Regions from separate parts of the Ovis aries genome. Here region 1 is linked to region 2. The links are chromatin contacts, called in public Hi-C maps. All regions are on one chromosome and are shown on one strand. The core of a region is the stretch at or near the end of the contact, and the rest is flanking DNA. Distances in the headings are between cores, read along the strand shown. Region 1 has its middle 78 kb from the start of DNAJB6. Region 2 overlaps UBE3C (ubiquitin protein ligase E3C).

What was found. Hi-C and Micro-C count contacts between places; a contact is called where the count stands out from the background.
Region 1: a Hi-C map of muscle shows a contact between it and region 2, with 3 times the contacts expected there. The contact joins two enhancer-like sites. A contact is called at or near these places in 2 of 16 Hi-C or Micro-C datasets (blood and muscle).

Annotation. Positions count from the first base shown.
Region 1 is chr4:120,260,114-120,267,965 of ARS-UI_Ramb_v3.0, reverse strand. No RefSeq gene overlaps it. Among named protein-coding and RNA genes, the nearest start is that of DNAJB6, 78 kb to the right of the region's middle. Within about 2 kb of position 4,040, at least 19 of the 54 cell types and tissues checked have an H3K27ac peak or open chromatin away from gene starts, as enhancers often do.
Region 2 is chr4:120,152,434-120,159,842 of ARS-UI_Ramb_v3.0, reverse strand. It overlaps UBE3C (ubiquitin protein ligase E3C), which reads right to left. Exons shown (of 23, transcript XM_060415237.1): 23 at 4,620-6,224. The coding sequence ends at 6,054. Among named protein-coding and RNA genes, the nearest start is that of DNAJB6, 30 kb to the left of the region's middle. Within about 2 kb of position 2,127, at least 22 of the 54 cell types and tissues checked have an H3K27ac peak or open chromatin away from gene starts, as enhancers often do.

The sequences.
Region 1 (7,852 bases), core at 2,791-5,290, 110 kb before region 2:
GGTCATCCAGTGGTTGAGAGTTGCCTGCAAAGGCAGGGAACATGGTTCGATTCCTGGTCCAGGAAGATTCCCCACGCCTCGGGCGGTGAAGCCCGTGCCCCACGGCAAAGAGAAGCCGCCGCAGTGAGAAGCCCGCGGACCACAGCTAGAGAAAGCCCGCGCGCAGCTAGAGCCAGAAATTAATAACAAGTTTTTAAAAAACAGCTACTGTTTAGGGTAGGCTTGTAAACAAAATGGAATTAAAATGCCAGATGGAAATCGTATGGGAGAAGGGCGGAGCCATCAGGTGAAGCCGACCAAGGTCTGCATGTTCCGAAGATGCCTGCTCGTGTAGGGATCGGACGTCCTATCTCTGTGAAGGTGGCTCCACGAGAACGGGGTCCTGGAGGGATAAAGAACCTGATCGGCCCAACAGCAAGTCATGACGGGGGCGAGGAGCAAAGGCAGAAACCCGAGAAATAACACGAAATGGGATTACAGCGAGAAGTCCCAAGTCATCCACTTTCACCAGAAATGCAACTGAATTTCATTATCAGTTAAAATAGACTCTCCAGCTGGAGCTTAAAAAATATATGCAGTTTAGAGGAACATGTCCAAAACGAAACAGTTTGAAAAAAAAAGAAATGCAAAGACTGAACCAGGCACGTGCTGAGCAGCAAAGACCGGCATAAAAATCCCGAGTTCAGGACACGTGTTGTCCAGTCCCCCAAAAGTGCAGAAGCAGAGGGGGACCAGGGAAGCTCCCAGGAGAGAGAAAGTCATCGACACACCCGAGACCAGAGACAGGGGAGCGGGCCTTAAAGAGGCAGGAGAGGCCGACCTCATCCACTCTCCGCCAGCGGGCAGAGGGACACAGGAGAGACCCTGTCTGCCCAGACACGTGCTCTCACCCCTCCGGCCGAACCGCACCCGTCTGTCGGCCGGTGCACCGCCGGGACCGCAGGCTGGGCGCCCTGGCTTGCTCCAGCAGCAGGGCCGCCCCGGCCCCCCGCGGGGTGCCCCCCAGGCATCAGCAGGGGCCTGTCTTCAGCACTGGACCCCCGCGGTTCCTGCGATCCTGACCCGCATCTCGGGGCCCATGCCCCCAGGGCACTGGGCTGGGCCCACCGCGGTCAGACAGCAGCCTACATCCTGCAGGACGCCCACAGCTCCTCGGGACCTTCGAGCACCAGGTCCGCCGCGGGCTCCTGAAACCACGCGCAGAGGTGTCAGCCCGCTGTGGGCGCTGGGGCAGGAACCGGCGGCCACGCCTCGCCTCCTGCCTGGAGCCCGTGCTATGCGGCCGGAGGCGTCCAGGCGAGCATCTTCTCCAGGTGCAAAGGCGCCCCACCCCGGTCTCCGTGGCCAAGACCCACCAGCTGCTTAGGCACCGTGGCCTCACCCCGACCCCCTCCACCCTCAGAGACCCCCCTTCCTCGACGTGAAACACCCGCCCAGGCTTGGGCCCCGCGGGTCCCCGGGTGTGCAGGGGTCCCCGTGAACCACGGGGCGGGGGGTAGCTGTCAAGGCTCTGGGTCGTCACCGGGAGGCTTAGCTTCATCAGTTCAACCAGGAGCGGCCGGGACGCAGGCTCCCCCGGGGCCGGCCAGCACCGCCTCCCTTTCTGACCTGCGTCTCATCCGCTCTGCTAAAGCGACACTCGGCCGTTGGGTCCACAGGCCCGAGCCCGCCGTTCCCAGCCTGTCCTCGCGCTCTGTGCGTCTCCCGCGGGCAGTGACGCGGACGCGATGCTCGTCCTGACCCGTCTGTCCTCCCAGCAGTTACCCTGCTGCTTGCGCCTGACACGTTGGAGGGCCCACAGAACTAACCGTGCGCCAACAGTCACTCCGAGCTGGTCAACCGGACAGGCTGTTTTAATAACAGTCACTGGTCCTGGAACTGGTGCAGATTTTGCCTAGCACAGAAACGGAGGGGCGCCGGCCTCGCTGCATTTCAGCTGAGGTGTCACCTCTTGGCTCGCAGGCTGAATCCTGGGTGGATTCTCCTCGGTGTTGGCTCGTCTCACTGTTTTCATGACAAGAAATGGGTAACAGCAAACCTCCCTCTTCAGACACCGTTTTCTTACGAGCCCGTCTGCAGGGCGTCCGTGCTCAGCCGCCCCCAGCGTGTCTGACCCTTTGTGACCCTGCCTCAGAAGCTCCCAAACGGAGCCCTTCGTGGGCCTCCAACGCGGGTGCCATCAGCCCGTCCCCGCAGTTCCACCAGCTGCAGGAGCCCTGGCGACTCTGTCCGTTGCCCCGTCTCCACCTCCCCGTGGGGCGCCCAGGCCGGCCGCACATGCGCCGCAAAGGGATGAGACTGGAGGCCTCAGGCAGGAAGGATGCTTGCGTCCAGCACCCAGACTCTGACGCCTTCTTCCAACTGAGCGCCTTTGTCTGCCCGCCGCCGCTGCGGGTGGACGCTGGAGAGAGCCAGGGACTCCAAGCTTTTCTGTTTCGCTGCTTTTAAATTCTTAAACAATCGATGTTACCAGTGACTGTCTCCAGGTGACCTGGAAAGAGCGGGTGACTCATGGCTCTTCATGAAAACCGTCGCCGCAATTCTGAAAACAACACAATCCCACCATCCCCGCAACAGAAAGATGGAAAGGCTCAGACTCCAGAAACAGACGACGTTCTGGAAGGAAGTTCGGTCGACTGTTCCTCTCATCTTTGGGGTCTTGCAATGCTTAGAAATTCCTGGGCTGAACCGGGCCTCGCGCAATAAACGCTGCGATGCGGGAGTGACGAATGCAATTTTCACCTAAACCGCTTCCCCGTCCCTCTGGAATAAAGCCTCTGCCTCTGAAATAAAGTTCTTTCTCTCCTCTTTCTTCCAAGTAATAGTGGCAGGGCTCCGGGTAGTGAGAGACGGCCTGCTGGTCCAGGCAGGTAATGACAGGTATTTTCACAGCTTTTTCAGAGAATTGGCTCTTTGTGTTGAGTGCTGGGCACAGGTCACCTCCTCCCTCGCGGAGGCCACATCTGTGAGTCCATCTGTCCTCAGGAGCCTCATGTCCTGCCTCCAGAGCAGGGTCTGGGGTTAGGGGAGCCGCGGGAACGGGGGTGGAACGTGGGAGCCCACAGCCAGGGGCGCACGGCCGACTCCCCTCCCCAGGCAGGACAGGCCCTGAAGAGGAGCTCTAACCCCCCGGCATTTACTGTGGACCGAGCTCCTGGGCTGTTAACCAAGCTCTGGGCCCTCAGACGCTGCCCAATTTGCCTGCTCGGAGCCCAGTGCCAGAGGAGGCGACAAGGTGGGGGGTGCCTGGCCCTCTGCCCTCCATGCCCCTCTGCCTGCCACGGGCCAGGCAGTGGGGCAGCAGACACCACCGTGCTGAGACCAGCCCAGGAACACAAGCTGCTGTGGATGGGAGGGCCCCAGAAAGGGGGCTAGGCCACTCTTCCCCAGCAGGGAGGGAGGGTCCCGTGACCGCGGCCACGCTGGTCCACGCTCCAGGAAAGGAAGAAAGACCCGGGAGCCTGTCGGTAAATGTTTCTTTGCCTCTGGGGTGTAGGTTGAGGGATCTGCTGCGGGAGGTGGGAGAGGGGTCCTCGGTGATCCGCCAGCCAAGGACCCAACCCCGCCTGGCTCCCGCCCCGCGGGCCGGGAGGAAAAGCGTCTCAAATTCAGAAAATGCCACTTCTAGTGTTTCTACCCCGTTTTGTCTCTGATCACACACACAAAAAAAGCATGCCCCTAAAGGGTCACAAGGTTCAGCGAAAAATCCTACAAGCTTTTCCAGAACAAATAACAGACACTGACCCCCGGCCCTCTCTTTGCATAAGAATTAACGCCGGCGGCCCAGCCCCTCTAGTGGCAACTGGGACTTCGTAAATGGCAGCTTCTGATTTAAAACTCTGATTTTTTTTTTCTTTTCCCCCTTAAGAAGCCAGAAGAAAAGGGGTAACTCGGAGCTCATCTGCATCACAGATCAGACCTCTCCGAGAAAATCAAGCATCCATAATTCATGGCATGTTTCCTGCCGGGGCTGGAGGCAGCGAGATCCTAGCAACAGAGTCCTGGCAACGCGGCGCAGCCAATGGGGCGGGCTCGCTGCCCGCGGGAGGAGGGGACGCGTGCCTGTGGCGCCCTCGCGCCTGCACCCGCTTCATTCAGGGGCTCTTGCTCGGGAGCGAGCGGCTCGGCTCGGCTCGGCGCGGCTCGGCTCGGCGCGGCGCGGCTCGGCTCGGCTCGGCTCGGCTCGGCTCGGCTCGGCTCGGCTCGGCTCGGCTCGGCTCGGCTCGGCTCGGCTCGGCTCGGCTCGGCTCGGCTGGGTTCGGCTCGGCTCGACTCTGCTCGGCTCGGCTTGACTCCGCTCAGCTCCGCTCGGCTCGGCTGCGCTCGGCTCGGGCGGGAGGACGAGGGCCGCTTAACATCGGGCCGGGCCTGGGTCTTCCGAAGCCGCGGTCGCCGCCGTGCCCGCTGGCAGACGCGAGAGCACGCGTTGCTAGACTTAAAACACCACCTTCCCTCACCCGCCACACAGCCCCCGACGGCCGGTCTGCGCGGGGCCCCTTGGCGCTCGAGGGGTCGTCGCGTGCGAACAGCCCCGCGGGGCCCCCCGTTCCGCAGTCGCGGCCGCGCTCGCCTTCCTCTGAGCCGTGCTCTCGGCCCCTCGGCTGCTGGGAGCCACGCCCAAGCCGGGGCGCTCGTCCCGCCGCAGGCCGCGAGGCGGCGGCTCCTCCGCGGCTCGGGCCCCTCCGCCCGGGGCCCGGCGGCTGCGGAGCCCCGCAAACCGCGCGGGTGCGCGTCTGGCCGCCGAGCAGGCCGCGGGCGCGTTTGTCTCAGGACGACGCCCTCGCGGCGGCAGCGACTGCCGCACCGCAGCCGCCTCCCCGCGGGGGAGCAGCGAAGCTCACACCGCGTAGCCCGCGGGTTCTCGGGAAGGATTCCGCTCAAGTCACCCCACCGCCGGCGAACCCCGCACCCGCCGGCGAACCCCGCACCCGCCGGCGAACCCCGCACCCGCCGGCAGCACAGGCCCAGCCCGGTGCCCGCTCAGGGCCCTGCCGCGGACGCTGGGCGTCGGGTCCTGCGCATCTCAGCTTCCACTCCGCACACTCAGACACCCTCTCTTTCCACTCGGAGGTGCTACCGTGCGGTGTTGTCTGTGCGTGCCCGTCCCACGAGGAGACACCAGAGAAGCCTCGGGTGCTGGCAGCAACGGAAACATTTCTTATGGATGCTCCAAGCCGTATCTGGGGACTCGCTGCCCTGCACTGAACTCAGGTGAATAGAATAAATTAGCAAGAGTGGGCAAGCTGCCAAGAGCAAAGCGGAACCCGCAGGATCCCCACCGAGCCCAGGTCTAGCCTAGAAGCCCCTCAGAAAGCGAGAGGGGCTCACCTTCAAAACCACTCTGGAAGGAGAGCTCGGGAGAGGTGGTGATTCCCTGGCTCAGTTCATACTGATGGCTCTTCAAGTGTTACTGCAAAAAAATATTCATCTCTGAAAAATCAGTGGTTTTTTTCCTTGTTGAAATGGGTGTTTTCCATCAAGTCAGATGAGAACGTCACCTTTGCCAATGGTTTAGATTTTAAACCACACTGAGCTCTGCAGACTCAAATGGGCTCTGCAAAGCTCATGGCACTTTAAGGAAGAAATGCACGGGTCTCCCCTGTGGTCGAGGGGTTTAGGACTCAGGACTTCCAATTCAGGGTGTGCTGGTCCAATCTCTGGTCAGGGAACTAGTCGCGCAGTTGTGTCTTTGCGACCCTGTGGACTGCAGCCCACCAGGCTCCTCTTTCCATGGGATTCCCCAGGCAAGAATACTGGAGTGGGTAGCCTTTCCTTTCTCCAGGGGATCTTCCCCACCCAGGGACTGAACCCAGGTCTCCCACATTGCAGGCAGTTTCTTTACAGACTGCGCCACCAGGGAAGCCCCAGATCCCACGTGCCATGGGACCAAAAAAAAAAAAATTCTTTTTAATCTGAAAAAGAAAAAGCAGACAAACACACCCAGAGGCAGTCACTGCAGTGGAAATACGAGAGACTGCGGGGGTGTCAGCAATGGGACACCTCTTTTCTGCCCTGCGTTTAGGCACAGGAAGGGAGTCCGTGTGTAGCAGATCTGCCCTTTCATTCAGACCACCCCAGGATCCCCTGGTGTGTGCGGCTGGAAGGCACACCCGCTAGGGAGGATGCTCCTGGCCACCCCTGCTTCCTTCAGGGGCACACATTCCCCGCAGACACCTTCTGAGGAAAGCAAGCTTTAAGAGCCGCTGGGAGCACAGAATTCCAGTGAAGACATTTCTTTTCCTCTCATACTGATAAAAGCTTGCAATGGGAATCAAAAAAGATGCCTGCTATTTTAAATACCTTTGCACACTCTCCTTTATCACAATGTATTCCCTAAAAAAGAAAAAAGACCCTGGCGATCGGGCAGCAGCCTAACTCCCTGGTGGCCCCCCTCATCATCAGAGGCCCGTGGGGAGCAGAGAGCCTGCACACGCTCGGTAGTGACAGAGGTGGGGAAGGCCTGGCTCCCGGAAGAGCGAGCCTCTCCCTGAGGATGGCTCGTGGCCAACGTCACCACTGCCTCCTCCCGCCAGGTGGCAGCACATGGAAACCCACCGGGCGTCCATGGCACAGTGCACGGCCCTCATCCGCAGTCTTCAGGCCCGACGACTGCAGCACGGCCCCGCCTGGCTACCCCCGCGCCCAGCAGCCCCAACCCGAGAGGACTCTGGGTCCCACTGGGCCGCCTCTGTGGGCTCTGTGTGACTGTGACATACGGCGATGTCGGGGTCCCCAGACCCTCCGCCCCAAGAGAGGAGCAGGCAGAGGCCTCCGTGTCACCAGCTGTGTGCCTGGGTCTGATGTCAGGCACGCGCGTGCACACTTGTGTGCACACACACACTCACGTGCAGGCTCACTGCTCTCCCTGCTGGCTTTCTCGCGCCTCAGGTGGGCAACCCCTGGGCTGGCGAGCGAGCAGAAGGGCGTGTGTCCACTGCTCAGCTCCTGTCTCGGGAGTGCTCTCTACAAGAGCCAGCCGGATTCCGAAGTGTTTCCATGTTGGGCTTGAACAAGAACCAAGCGCGAGTGAACTCACACACAAAACAGACTCAGACACAAGCAGATTGATGGTCACCAAAGGGAGAGGGGTGGGGATAAGCCAGGAGTGTGGGGTTAACACAGACACACCGCTGTGCATGAAACAGGCAGCCATCAGGGAGCTGCTGTACCGCGCAGGGACGTCTACCCCACAGTTTTAAATAACTTAGGAGGGAAAGGAATCTGAAAAAATAGATACGGTGATAGTACCCGAGTCACGGCGCTGTATAACACAACGCTGTAAATCAAGTGTGTGTGTGTGTGTGTGTGTGTGTGTTAGTCCGTCAGCCGTGTCCAACTCTGTGCACCCCCATGGACCATAGCCCGTCAGGCTCCTCTGTCCATGGAATTCCCCAGGCAAGAAGACTGGAGTGGGTAGCCATCCCTTCTCCAGGGGATCTTCCCAACCCAGGGATCAAATCTGGGCCTCCCAATTAAAAAACTAAAATTAAAAAAGAAACACGAACAAGCACGCTGCAACAGCTCTGAAGGGGGTTCTCCACGGCTATTTCAGTGACGTCCCGGAAAGGGCTATGACGTGAGAAGCGTCCAGGACACGCACTGTTGAGTGGGAAGGCAGGATTCACACCTGTGTCTGTATGAGGACGCACTTTGTGACGAAACGTGTGCACAAACCTGCTCCCTAGCAGGAAGGAGTGTTCTGACGCTTTCACAACAGCGCTCTCCATGATGGACTGCTAACGTGGCCTTCGTCCCCTTCCCCCCTGCTCTCCGGCTCCTCGTGAGCCAGGGTCTTTGTGACGGGGCATGCCGTTAGCCGAAGGTTCTAGAGCCTGTGGCCTGGTGGCAGGGT
Region 2 (7,409 bases), core at 878-3,377:
GCTTTGACCTCTGGGGGTGGCTGTGATCTTCCCACGTGGCTGGTGCCCAGGGACCTGGCACCCAGGTGCTCCATGCTGCCCGCTCGCCTGTGGTCAGTGTCCTGGTAGCTGAGCCCTGGGAGGCAGCGCCGGGCACTGCATGGCCTGGAAGCCCCTGCAGAGGGTGCGAGAAGCAACATTCTTCCCCACCCTGCGGGCCACCTGCACCTCCATGTGGGTTGGGCGTTTGCAGAGATGGCAGCACCTCATGCAACCAATGCTTCTGCCGATGGTGTGAATAATTGAAGCTGCGTCTTCAGTTACTTGAGACTAAGTGTATTCTGCAAACCCCGCAGCCTAGCCTGGCACCTCCCGCGCATGGAAACTGAGCGTGGATGCCCCCGGGGAGGGTATGGGTTGGTGGATGAGGGCAGAGGCCCGAGAGCAGGTGTCCCAGAGCCACGGACTTGCTCGGCCGCCCGCTCCTCAAAGGGGCCTGGGCCGGGGGGCGTCTGGGCTCAGCGGGCGGGGCACAGCCATCGGGCCTCCCACCCACCTCGTGCCAGGGTCTTCCTGCCCCCACCGGCTGTGACGCCCCAGAATGTGCCCAGAGGGTGGCTGGCGTCCCCTGGGGGCACACAGAGCCGCGAGTGCAGCGGGAGAGACAGGTGAGGGGGGCAGCAGGTGGTGACATGGGTGCTCAGCGCCCGAGACGGCAGGGACCCTGAGGCCCGCGGGGGTCTGGGGGGGCCCCTGTGGCTGGGCCTTGAAGGAGCGCCGCCTCCAGGCGCCACCCTGGGGGCACCCGGGCAGGAAACATGTTCTTCAAGCTCCTCAGTGCTGAGGAGGCCCGACCACCAGGCTGGCAAGGGTGTCACCCGAGTGACCCGGGCAGCTGCCCCCGGACCAGTGTCGACAGCTGTGCTGACCTCGATGTCCCTGCCCAGCCCGTCACCAAACGGCTCCGTGCCCCAGGGAGACCCTGGACGACCAGCAGGTGCTTTCCGTGCTGGGCTTTGCCCCTGCCCTGCAGATGTGTGGCATGCTCAGAACAGCTGCCTCCAGACGCCCCCTCCCCCAGCGGTCTCTGCACGGCTGCCTCCTGGCCCTCAGGTTTCACGCTTTAGCCTAGCTGACCCCGAGGAAGCTTCTTGACCTGAGAGGGACCCAGGGTTGCCTCCTCCCTCCACACCCACCCCGCGGTCCTTCAGGGGACCAGCCCACCACCATGAGGGTGGGATGCAGATGCCCCAGCAATCCAGGAGCGGCTCGGGAGGAAGGCCCCCAGCTGAGACGGGCGACAAGGCCTTCCGGGCTGCTGTGGCCCGCAGTCGCGATGGCAGTTGTCCTAGCTGCTCAGCTGGCGTCAGACCTAAGCGAGTCCTGCGGGTCCACCTCTGTGCCAGGCAGTGTGCAGAGCGGGGTTCAGGCAGCCGTGGGTGGGGTCAGGGAATTCTCTTTGTATTTTTATCAAATTAAACAATCAACGGACTCTTTGTACTGTGTGCACGTGCAACTCTGATTGAACAAAAGCAGCAGCTAAAATCGCCACGGACGACGGAGGGAGGGACGTGGGGTCGGGCGGGAAGGCAGGGTCCCTGAGGAGCCCGCCCTGAGCGCTGGGCCCTGGGGCTCGCCAGCAGGGAGGGCCTGTGACCCAGAAAACACGCCCAGCAGGGGGAGGGGCTGAGGAAAAACTTAAACCCCAAAACCACCAGCAGGCAGAGCAGAAAGGACACGGAAGTGCACCAGGGCGGGGCTTCCCTGAGGACCCAGTGGCTGCACTCTGCACTCCCGCCACAGGGGGCCTTGGGTTCCATCCCTGGATGGGGAACGAAGACCCCACGAGCTCAGGGCTGCCTGTGGTGGGCTGGGCGGCCCCAGAGGGCATCGTGTCCCGAATGTGGTGAAGTGGCGGCCAGGGCAGGGCCAGCGCACGCTGGGGGGGGGGGGGGTGCCCGTCGACAGAGCAGAGAGGGGTGGGTGTGGGGAGACCAGACGCTGCCCTGGTCTGTCCCGTCAGTCCTGCGTGCTTCCCCCGGGCGGAGGCCCCCCTCCCCTCAGGAACCCTCCCCTTCTGTGTGTGTGTGTGTGTGTGTACAAGTGTGCACATACACAGGTCTGCGTCTGGCTGTGCAGCCTCAGCGCCCCCTGCCGGCCGCATGGGGAGAGAGCTCAGCGGGCGTGGGGTCCCAAGGAAAGGAGGGCCGAGGGGTGGAGAGGCAGCCCGGCAGGCCTGTGCCCGCCAGGCACCACAGCAGCAGTGCTGCCTGCACGTCCCGGGTGCCCAGCATCACCCCCAAAGCGCGGCACGTGTGAGGCTCCCACTCTGGCACTCAGCAGCCCCAGGTGTGGCCCGGCCCTGCCCACGCTGTGGGCTCCCCTCTCCCGGGGCACACAGGTGCAACGTCTGTGCATGGACGCCAGGTGGCTCAGCCGCGGCCGACTCTGCGACCCCACGGACTGTAGCCCCCGGGATTCTCCAGACAAGACTGGAGTGGGCGACGATCTCCTCCTCCAGGGGACCTTCCCGACCCAGGGATCAAACACATCTCTTGAGTCCTGCACTGGAAAGTGCGTTCTTTCCCACTGGTGCCACCTGGGAAGCCCATGAGATGCCCCCCAAACCCTGGGCACTGGGCCCCAGGCGGCACGCCCAAGCCACACAGCTCCTGGCAGGGACCCTGAAAGGACCGTCCTGCTGCACGCCGCCCCCCACCCCCAGGCCCTAACCTGCACCCTTCCCACGACGGCCCAGCCCCGAGGGTTTGGGGGGTTAGGCCTGGGGGACCCTGGGTGGTGGGCGGGCATGAGGGAGGGGGACGGGCCCACGAAGTCTGGACGTGGGGCCTCAGACACTCATGTGTCATGGCCAGCCTCTTCTCCAGGTGACACGTCACGACAAACGACTTTCCATCTGACCCATGAAAGGTAACAGCGCATCAGTGTCTCGGCACACTCATTTCACGGGCGCCGGCCCCGGTGTGCCCGTCTCCCGCCCCTCGCTTCTCCTGGCTGCCTACACAGCGCCCAGGGCTGGGGCCCAGCCTCCCGCCGTCCCGAGGGCGCTGGCGGGACGCAGACAGCAGCCCCACGTGCTCCCAGAGGTGCGGTCACTCAAAGAAACGAGGCGCTGAAGGCTGCCTCTTCTGCTTGTCGCCGCAGAGGAAAAGGGAATGGTGTTGCCTAGGGTGACAACGTTACAGCCGGTGCAAACAGCAAAAGGTGACGTCTGCTGCCTGTGACATCAAACTGCTTAAGTTAAAACACGGTTCTATAATCGTGTTTCTAAACGCTGACATCACAAGCTTATTTACAGCCCTCATCAAAGCTGTGTATCCCTCCTGTGAAGACAAAGCCCAGGGTCCCCCGCTCTCCGACGGAGACCCTCCCTGAGCTGCAAAGGCCTAAAGGGAAGCAGGAGTCGCCGGAGGAGCCGTGTGGCTCGTGGAGGCACAAGGGAAACCGACGAAGCCCAGATGCTCAGGGACCCGGTTCACAGCAGGGCAGCTCCACCTGAGATGCTGCGTGTGGCCCCAGGGGAAGGAGCCGGGCAGGGCCGCTCCCTGCGGGGTGGATGCCGCCTCTGAAATGCTCCCTGCAAGGCAGGCTGAGCGAACCCAATCTTCACCTTGCTCCCTTTTTTCTTGGTAAAAGTGCAAATCCTTGTTCAATTTCTTTTGGTTACTAAAAACAGGTGCTGAAGAGGGTCTGTCTTAGTCGGGGGAGACCGGTATTTAATTGTCCCCGTTTTACAGAAAGGCCTGAGTACTTTGCACCTCCGCTTACCTAAGAGCTCGCCGAGTTTCCTGGAAGCAGAGGCCTCCGACGGGCCGTAGCTCTCCGGGGCGCCAGGGGCTCCTGGCCAGCCCCGCCTCCTTCCTCTCGGCCCTCTCCTGACTCCCCACCTGCGCCTGCTGGTCACCGGCCTCGGCCGTCCGCTCTGGCCACCACTGCGATGCCGGGAAGGAGCCTTCGGGAGCCCACAGCGGGCTCAGCGACTCACCTTGTCTGAGGAGTGGATGTTAACTCCTCCCAGGACAAACTCCGGGGACGTCTGCTATTCCGTGTGGCAGATGAGGCTGTGTGGTCCGGGACACCCTTCACTTCGCTACTGGAAGCCTTTCAGACCTGGAGCAGAGGAGCTCGGGACAGGTGACTAAGACGCCAGCGGAGTCCTAGCAAGGCTCCAGTTCCAGGCCTTCAGCTTCCATCTTTCTGCGTCGCAGCATGCCTGCACCCGTTCTCCCTGGCACAAGCATACACACACCAGGAGGAGGCAGGAAGCCAGGACGGCCCGGAGGCGGCAGACAGGGTGATGGAGAAGGGCGAGCCTGACTTGAGCGCTGCTTCTCAGTAATGTGATGCCAAGCCCTCGGGACCCGGCAAGGTGGCAGCGGCCCCTGGCGAGCCTGGCTCTCCCCAGGGCCTGAGCTGGAGGGGCTGCCGCAGGTCCGCCTTCTCGAAGCCTCACTTGGGGCGTTTCAGATGCCAGGCGTCACTGTCTGGTGTACCAGATTCTGAACACAGCCTGTTATTACCCTGTCTCAACTGATGACATTTAAACAATGTGATAAACTGATGTTTTACTAGGGCAGAACGGAACCAATCACAATGATTTGGGGTATGAGTCCAACACAAACTTGGGAAAAAAATTTAATGCAAATATTTAGCCATTGGAACATACAAATAAATAAATAAGCTCAGATTAGCCGAGGAAGAAAATCCAAGTAAGAGTAACTGCCCATTTCTCTTCAGTCCCAGATATTCCATTTCTGAAATAATGATAATATACAAATCAATTAATAAGAAGATATAGAACATCCAACATAATACGACCTAAAATAAAAAAATAAAACCAAGGACAAACCCTAATTATTTTATTTCTGTATATCAAGACTACAAATAGCATTTAAACACTTAATTTATTCTTCAAATTAAGAAATTATACATTTTGTTTTGATAATGGTCACTGTCTTAAAAGTGTCATTCGGCTCCCCCACATTTAAAAGGATATTGCTAATTGTGGCCCGTCCCCCACGTCAGCCCAGAGCTCCAGTGACAGCAAGCACCGGCCAGCGCCTGCGTCCTCCGGCGACGCTCTCAGACGCTCCTCTCGCCAGGTCCTGATAAAGTGCCGAATCCCGAATCCAGAGGACCGCCCCGCCCCGCCCCCGCCCCGCCCCGGGCGCCCGCCCCCTGCAACGCAGCACCCAGAACCCAGAACCGAGGGGGCGGGGCCCGGGCCGCAGTGCAAAGGCGCAGCGCCACTTTGGTTCAAGTGACTCGGGAGGGGCTGCGGGCCTCCTCCCCAAGCATCGCTCACCGCGGGTCGCACACGCCCAGGAGCAGGACGGAGCCCCCCCTCCCCCCACACCCCCAAAGCTCTCCAGGCACGAGGTGGAGACAGAAAGGAAGAGAGTGAAGGACCCGCCTCACACACACCCACACACAGGAATGTCCAAACCATCACAATGCAGGTCAGCGGCAGACTGGAAACAAGCATGCTAGTCCCGATCTGGGGAGATGGCTTAAAAAACACAAATAAAATATTACCATTGTTATCTATTTTCCAACCTAACCACTTTGGGAAAAGGCAGCAGGAAAAAAAAAAACCAGCCTGTAGTTTTAACAATGAGGCTTGTAAACAATTCAACCACACGAGAAGCAGTGGCCCACGGTTCCCAGAGGCCCGAGTCTCTGGAGACCAGAGCCAGGTCGGAGCAGCGGCCCCCTCCCCAGGCGCCAGGTCACCAGCTTGGGGGGCTTATCCGCAGCACAGCCAAAGCTTCATCTTTGGTTAATTTCACTGAGTTGCCACCAGTATTAAAACTGTGCTCTTCTTGGCAAAATTACTATATTAGCCACGTGGCATGTAACATTTGTTATTTTAAGTTATTCGAAAAGCAACGTCCATCTAAATACGTGAGCACAACTTAATAAATCACTTAAAAATGCAGGAAGGGGTGGCGGAGAGGGACCTGGGAGAGCTGGGAGTCCAGCTCGAGCGCCCTGCTGGCTGGGGGCGCATGGAGGCCAGGCCATCTCCGCAGAGGGTGGGCCACGGCCACGGGTCAGCTCAGCTCGAAGCCCGCGGCGCACTCGATGGCGTACAGGAGCTTGCTCCGCAGCAGTGCCTCATCCTGGAACTCGGGGAGCTTCAGCAGGTTCATGCAGGTGCTGGCGGTGGGCAGCCGCTCCAGGTCGGAGCCCCCGTTGTGGATGCAGAATGCGGGGTACAGCTCCTGCAAGACAGCGGGCACACGAGCGGTCACCAAGCACAGCCTGCAGGGAGCCTGTCAGACGCGCACAGATGCGACAGCTGTTCTCGTCTGTCCTCGTCTGTCCCCTCAGGGACACCCGCTTTCTCACTGCCCTCAAACTTGGCTCCAGATTTCTACCCAATATCGTGTCGGGGCTCCAGGCATTAAAAGGACAGAAGCAGCGTGAATACATGGAGCACAGAGTCCTTCTGGTGAAAAGGCCTCTAAAGCGTTTATCTTTTTGCCTTTTAAAAATAAGTTTAAAATTTTAAAAGGTACAGTGTAAAGAGCTGAATGCATAAATAAACCCCTTTGCTGAAAACATGGGAAGGGCCTTCTCCAAGTGAACCACAAAGGGACCCGGGAGCAGGATGCGGCGGCAGTGTCAGTCAAGGAGAAAAGGCGGTCCCTCTAAGCACGGGATGATGGGTGCTGGGGCCCACTTACAGAGGGCGGTGTTCCCAGAGCCCTAGAACCACAGGGACCGTCCTGGTGGGCCAGTGGTTAAGGCATGAGCTCCCAGTGAAGGGGACGGGGGTTCAAACTCTGATTGGGGAACCAAGATCCCATGCGGCGTGGCCAAAAAAAGAAGGCAGGGGGAGAAATCTTAAATGGTTTTCAGAAATGTCACCGTAAATTACCGGTACTGTTGTTCTGAAATCACAGTAGTGTTATATGTAACTATTATGTGAGAATTACATTTAACTTATTGTAGGATCCTCTAATTCACCAGAGCAAGCAGATGAACTATTAAAATTAGGAGCCAAGATTAATCACTGGTAAAGAGAGATCCAAATATACAATCAAAGAAATAAAAACCTCTCACCCCTGAATGTCAGCTGGAAAAAGTGGTGTGAACGTTGATGAATTTTTCTCTCAAGAAGACAGCGCCCACGTCCTAGCTCTGTGCACTGGGAAGGCCTGGACACAGTAACCTCCGGTGACAACGAGCACACCAAGGGCCCAGCCCTGCCCTCTACCAACCTGGTCTCCAGGAAAGGAACCAGGGCCTCTTGGAAAACATGTGATCCCGACAAGGGCCAGCAGATGTCAAGCAAGAGTCACCATCCCGTCACATCAGGAAGCAAGAAGTCCCCCACAGCTGCTTGCGACCTATTTACAGACCCAGAGCCCACCGCCCAGCCGCGGATGGGACACGGAAGATCA